Regions from separate parts of the Bombyx mori genome. Here region 1 is linked to region 2. A link is a contact called in public Hi-C data. All regions are on one chromosome and are shown on one strand. Each heading gives the region's core, a stretch centred on a gene start, on an enhancer-like site or on the middle of the called end of the contact. The rest is flanking DNA. Distances are from core to core; before and after follow the strand shown.

What was found. A called contact is a pair of places that touch in the nucleus more often than the background predicts.
Region 1: a Hi-C map of middle silk gland shows a contact between it and region 2, with 2.8 times the contacts expected there. The contact joins the enhancer-like site here to the promoter of LOC101743040 in region 2. A contact is called at or near these places in 3 of 7 Hi-C or Micro-C datasets (middle silk gland, posterior silk gland and whole pupa).

The regions. Positions count from the first base shown.
Region 1 is chr5:10,648,079-10,651,542 of ASM3026992v2, forward strand. LOC101742602 reads left to right here. Exons shown (of 5, transcript XM_004930103.4): 2 at 344-459; 3 at 1,226-1,367; 4 at 2,421-2,580; 5 at 3,041-3,464. Among protein-coding and RNA genes, the nearest start is that of LOC100620062, 9.9 kb to the right of the region's middle. Within about 2 kb of position 1,898, at least 2 of the 8 cell types and tissues checked have open chromatin away from gene starts, as enhancers often do.
Region 2 is chr5:10,597,846-10,601,269 of ASM3026992v2, forward strand. LOC101743040 (F-box/LRR-repeat protein 14) reads left to right here and starts at 1,791. Exons shown (of 3, transcript XM_038011354.2): 1 at 1,791-1,945; 2 at 2,147-3,424. The coding sequence starts at 1,928.

The sequences.
Region 1 (3,464 bases), core at 648-3,147, 50 kb after region 2:
AAGATGTGTGGACGAGCTCACAGCCTATCTGATATTAAGTGGTTACTGGAGCCCATAGACACCTACAACGTAAATGCGCCACCTACCTTGAGATATAAGTTCTAAGGTCTCAGTATAGTTACAACGGCTGCCTCACCTACCTACCCGTGCGGACTCACAAGAGGTCCTTCCACCAGTAATGTATGTATATATTCTGAGAAATATATTCCTAGAATTGTGAATCGATTAGAATGATGTCTAATGCAAGAATGAGTATTCTAAACAATATTCTAAAGAACTACATATTTTATTTTTTGAAATTTACCATGTAATGCTCATGTAAGTTCTCATTGATTTGTTTCAGGGCCTTTAGATCGTTTTTAAAGAAAGGCAAAAAAGGTAGTCAAACACAAGAAAAATCCAAAACAAATCAGGCCAATGGAGATTCCAGTCCGATTTTATTCAGGCGAGCTATGCATTGTGAGTATACAAAATATTTACATTGTGCGCTATGACACTACATAAAATATGTTTATAAGCTATACTTACAATATCACACATGCAGTTGTTAATTTCACTATTAAGACACATGCTACTCCTACGTAAAACATATCATAAAACTATTGACGCATGAGACACATTTCGAGACATGATCCAGAACATCACTATCTAAAAATAAAGTAATCACTCAAGGTCTTTTGAAGATATTATTGGTGCTTACAGTTTCAAATGTAACTTGGCAAATAATTATTGTAAAATAAATAGTCAAGTAATTTCAAGCATATTATTTTGAAGTTGCAATAAGTCTTTCAATTAATACTAGCAACTAATTTTCGTAGGTTAACCAGTTTGATCGGTCCTGCGCTGTTTGCATCTATTGTGGCGAGGATTGGAAGGTCTATGTCCAGCAGTGGACGACTGTGGGTTGATAGAAAGATAGCCAGTTTGATACAGATGTAAATGTAAAATTCTTATTCATTTACTGGTGGTAGGACCTCTTGTGAGTCCGCGCGGATAGGTGCCACCACACTACTTATTTCTGCCGTGAAGTAGTAATGCGTTTCGGTTTGAAGGAGGGGGCAGCCGTTGTAACTTTACTAAGACTTTAGAACTTATATCTCAAGGTGGTTGGCGCATTTATATTGCAGATGTCTATGGACCCGAGTAACCACTTAACACCAGGTGGGCTGTGAGCTCGATCGTCCAACTAAGCAATAAAAAAAAAATCAATACGCTCTATTTTTAGATTCGTCGATGACTCCAGGCAATCGAAGTACTGTGGGCTCACCAGAACGTTACGTCTACGGAGGGTCCGTCACTCCGCTACCACGTTCAAGGTTCCAAGAAAGATTGCGAAGTTCCAGTCAATATGATACTAATTCGCTTAGGTAACAAATACCATATTATTAAGGTTGTTTACTTTAATACATTGTGTAAGTAATACACAACCAGGTTCTTAGTCAATAGAAATTGTAAAATCCAATTTCAAAACTATAAAAGTTTAGTGCTGTAAATTTGTTCGTAATTTTGTGAAGTCAACTTACTATAAATTCCTTTCCTATTTCTAGTAATGACGTGGCATAAGAACTATTAAGCTTCCATTGCTTATTACGTATGATGCTCGGTATATTATTGTACTATACATATAGGTAATAATTATTATATTTTATGTTGTGACATGATTATAGATGCGTTCTGGTTCCATCTTTAGGCAGGCACTAATTTTCCTAATTTATCTGCAATATAACTCCTCCCATGAATGACGTCGTGAAATTAAATTGGTGTAACTATTATTGTGGCTGTGTATCATCGTTTAGCCTATTTTTAAGGTCGATCAATCATACGTTCTAGTACGAAGTGTCCTTTGCATTCCAGTGCTGCCATAGTAGTGTTGAAAATTCACGTTGCTATGATTAGTATGAGCTCCGATACCGCTAATCAACAAGCGAGGCATGACTAGTCTAGGCCTATGAATGATATGTGTCTTAAACTGCACAAACAAGGAAAGTAAAGTCGCGTAAATCAGAGCTGTAATTCGAAACCAAGAAAGTCAAATCTATGGATTTGGTTGGTTGCAATTCCTTTCTCAAGCTCAACAATCCTAGGTATTATTATGTTGTCTAACCCGGTGGCTCAGTACATAGCGACCTTGACTGTTGACCCGATGGCCGTGGGTTCGATTCCCACATTAGGTACCTATACATTCATGCGACGGAGAGCTTTATTTGCCCTTTGTCTGTGTGTTTAATATCTATATGTGCTTATATGTTTATATATGTCTCCGGTTCCCATAGTACAAGAAGATCTAGTTTGAAAGAATAAATCCTAAAATAATAAATCATAAGTAATAATATTATATAATTTAATAATTATGTGTAATAATAAATAATAAAAAATTAATAAAATGAATGTGATTAAATAATTTATATTTGATAATACAGCGCTACCCCAAGAATGGCCCGCAGTGAGGTTACTGGGTCTAGACTAAGCGTGGCAAGTACAAACCCATTTGACGAGGATCCTGTGCCGCCGATCCGCGCGTCGCGACGCAAAAAGAAACGAGCCCCTCTACCACCGGCCCCTGCCTCCGCAGACGTAACGGTAATTCTAACAATTATTTTCAAACATGTAAAAATGTGTGGAGAAAATCTATATGGTGAGATCATACAATTCAAAGAGAGCGTGTCATCGATGTGGAAGATAATTATCGTGGGGGAGTAGGGAATCCTGTGGAAAGCCAATATACATACATACATGGAAATAGTCTCGAAACAACAACTATCAAAGGCAGCGTGGATGCTACATTCATTAAAAATTACTAGCAATTTACTGGTAGAGTTAATAGAGAAATACACTATTGACAGATACCTAGTTAAAGTCTAAATTTAATAATAATCTGAGCATCTATAGCAATATGTAGTTTGCAAAAGGTATATTGTATATATGTCTAGCGCTTACTTAGAGTACACTTAGTACTGATAAATTGATTTCTAAATCATATCTAAGGATTTAGTAAGATAAAACCTAAGACCAACCAGTAATACTATCGACTTATCTGCAGGTGAACAGCGAAATTTCGGAATTGAACATTAGTGAAACTGAAACGAACACACAATCCAAAACGGAAACTGATTTGGAATTAGAGGATATGAACCTGAAGATTGAACTTAAGATTGTCGAAGATGAAGATGTACAGAGAAAGACCACAGACGAAATAAATCTTCATATTGCGGAGCCAGAGGACTCGGAAAACAATAACATAGTAAAAAATGAGGTTAAAACGCCGGAAGTTACAGCTGAAGAACAAAACTTAGAAATAAAATCGAGTGAAATAAATGCAGAAGAGAACAAGGAACAAAACGTTTTGCATAATGCTGACTCCGAAGACAACATCATAAACACAGTTGAATTCCCAAAAGTTGATATCACTAAATACAGAAGGAATTCCAGTGTTAACGAGGACGACATTCGGTTACGTCGAGGTA
Region 2 (3,424 bases), core at 541-3,040:
TGCCTTTGATTTTATAGGCCTCAATTCTACTATAGTTGGGTCAAAACATCTATCACAAAGATTTCATTAAACCAGGTACCTATGCTATGTTGGACCAACCAAACGTTATACGAACGTATAAAATGTCTAGAATATTTAAAATCAAACTTATTTAAATAAAATGTGTAGAATAAAAAATATTAAAGCTATTCTAAATAACTCCCATAGAATATAGGGCCATTCATGCCCGACGCCTAGCGATACAATGCTTAGCGACTAGCCAGTTTTGCATGCTTGATGCCTGAAGAGTTGCTGTTAAATTTAGTTGGGTCTCCGAAAATTCTTTGATAAACAGTTTACACACAACGCTTTTGAGTTGTTCAGAGAAACAACTAGTGAGCACTAATTCAAAATAGCACCTCAAACAGGTCTAAATTAAGAGTAATGAAACAATAAATTATCAATAGTACTGCACAATCTGGATAGGTCTGCTTATATATTTACTGTCCTGATCCTTAACGATTTCTTAGCAGATCAAACGGACAATATAGTAAATCTTGATTCTACGCCTCAAAAAGTTATGTGAATTAATTGGTTTATTAATTGTTTCTTTAAATTCAAATGATTATATCATACATATGCGGTGAGTTAATAATTGCATAGCACAAATACTTAAAGGTGGAAAAAATTAAAGAAACTACTAAACGTGACTTTTTGGATTCTTGCAAAAAAATCTATTTATGTCTCAATTTATTACCCCCACTATTAAACTGAGATATTATTTCATTTTATTTCATCTTATCTCATCTCGTTTTATTCCATTCCATTTCATCCTATTATCAATTTCAAATAAATCGTCTTCACTCCATTCCGCTCTAATTCACTTCTCAATACTTCTCATATAGCAAAGTACATAATAATATATTGTAATAAATGAAAATTAATTTTTAGACCTGGATTTAAATAGTGGCATTTTGTTTACGAAGATGAAGTTCTAGCGTTGTATAATAAAATCAAACACCAAACATTTATAAAATTTGCATAATTACTGTTGGTAAGTTATATTCTAACATCACCTTCTATTACCATTTTTTTTTTTTTAAGAGATTTTATGACCTGGTAACTAAGACCTTTAAGTCATGTCTTATTTTACTTTAAATTCTTAATTTTATGAAAAATGATAATATGGAGTGAAATGAAATGAAGATGATTAATTTGAGACATTAATCAACTGGGATGAAATTTAATGAAACGAAATGATATGGGATGAAATATAATCGCAGTAAAATGGTGGTCATTTACTGAGATTTTTTCAGTGGACTTTTTGGAGGAACACGAGAAGTTACGTCCAGCAGCTTTGTTTCATTTTCCCACATTTGTGCACTTTCACAGATATTAAACGGTTAATAAACCACCATTATTACACATTTAAACCTGAAGAAACACTAAATAGACAAAATAAAACAAATCACACAACTTCACTCCTCGCGTTCCCGCCAAAAAGTCTTCTATTACCATCCTATCATTATTGCATAGATTACAGACAGTAATAAGCCTAAACGGAACACGATATTAACAACCTACGACTATGTGGTATGTGTTCTTACAAACAAACTACTAAAGATCGAATAATAGTAGCCATGATCGAGTGAAACATTCATTGAGTAAAATATAAATTGATAAGTAAGAAACCTAAGGTTTACGATATATAGGTCTATGATTCAGCTACCGTACCTACTCAACTTTTGAAATTGAAATGTCAATATTGTCAATGTCTATCGCTAGCATAGATAATACACTGAGATAATACCTTAATATTTAATATATGTCAGTCAAAGTCAAGGACGAAGGAAGTGCTACAAAATATGAGCACTAAAATGAAATATTTATTAAATTAGCAATACACATGTAACAGAAACTGTGCGTAAATTAATTGAAAAAATTTAAAATGGAACTTCCCTATGAGGTAATGATTACATTTTATTACTAAGATTATAGAATCAATTGTAGTTTAAAGTTATTTTCCTTTGTTCACCTTTACATAATATTTTTCACGTGATTTTAATGATATCTTATTACAAGGAATTTTCGTTCGCAAGATTACTAAAATTTATTGTTGTTGTGGATCGTTGAATAACATTTTTGATGTCTCTGTTTCCATTTCCAGATTTTAGTGTATTTATTAAGATTTCTCCCAAAATCTGATCGAAAATCAGCGAGTGAAACATGTCGTTCGTGGTATATAGCAGCAAATGATCAACATTTTCTGAAAAACAAAGTAGTTATATTTTATAAATCAGTAATTAATGATGAAAACTCATCACCAATCCAAATATTTGAAAATTCTTTTACATCATACCATAACTTTTTTTTCAACGAAGTCGAATTATCAAGCAAGTTAAATGATTTTTGGATCAAAATAGGAGAAAACATAAAATGTTTATCTCTGACAAGCTGTGATGTAAATGAAAAGGTATTTGTTCATATTTTACAAAATTGTACTAATTTAAAAGAGCTGCACATTAAGAGTTGCAAAGAACTATTTATGTCTGGTCGATTGCTTGAAGGAAAAACAGAAGGTCTTTTAGTTACTAAACTTGAACATTTGAAATGTCTCAGCTTATCTGGAAATCAGTACTTAACTGATGCTTTATTTAATAGATTTATATCAGCATCTCCTGGATTAGAGGAACTTAATCTATCTGGATGTTCTCTACAATTTCATCTAGGTCTTGTCAAAAAGTTCTATCCAAATGGAACAGACATTTTTCAGAATCCATCAGAGAGTGTTTTAACTTTTCATTTTATTCATCAAATGATAATCTCCAGAGCTGACAAAATAAAACGACTGTTGTTTTCTAATACACTAATTGATGGTGCTGCTCTTAAAACTTTATCAGAGATAAAAAATCTTCAATTAGAATCACTGGAAGTGCATGCTTGTGATCAACTCACTAATACAGGCATTTTATCACTTACAAGCCACCAGATCTTCTTAAAGGAACTTGATATTGGACTGTGTACTAGAGTTACAGATCAGTCCCTTGTATATATTTGTAAAAATCTAGTCAACTTAGAAAACCTCAATATTCAAAGATGTCGAGCTGTGACTGATTTAGGTATTGCAGAGTTGGGTAAATTAATTAAATTAAAATCATTAAACATCTCTCAGTGCGAACTGTTGACTAAGGATGGATTATGTAAAGGTATATGTGCTGAAGTAAATGTGGTATTAGAAGATTTAGATATACATTCTCTAAATTTAGATCAAACAGGCCTCATAATGATCTCTGAAAAATTACCAAACTTACGTGCATTAGACTTGAGTTATTGTTTTAATGCAGTTACTGATACATCAATCCAAGTAATATTTAAGAATCAAGCATTTCTTAAAGTATTAAAAATTAGCCACTGTGATAAAGTCTCTGATGCTGGTTTAACTGGT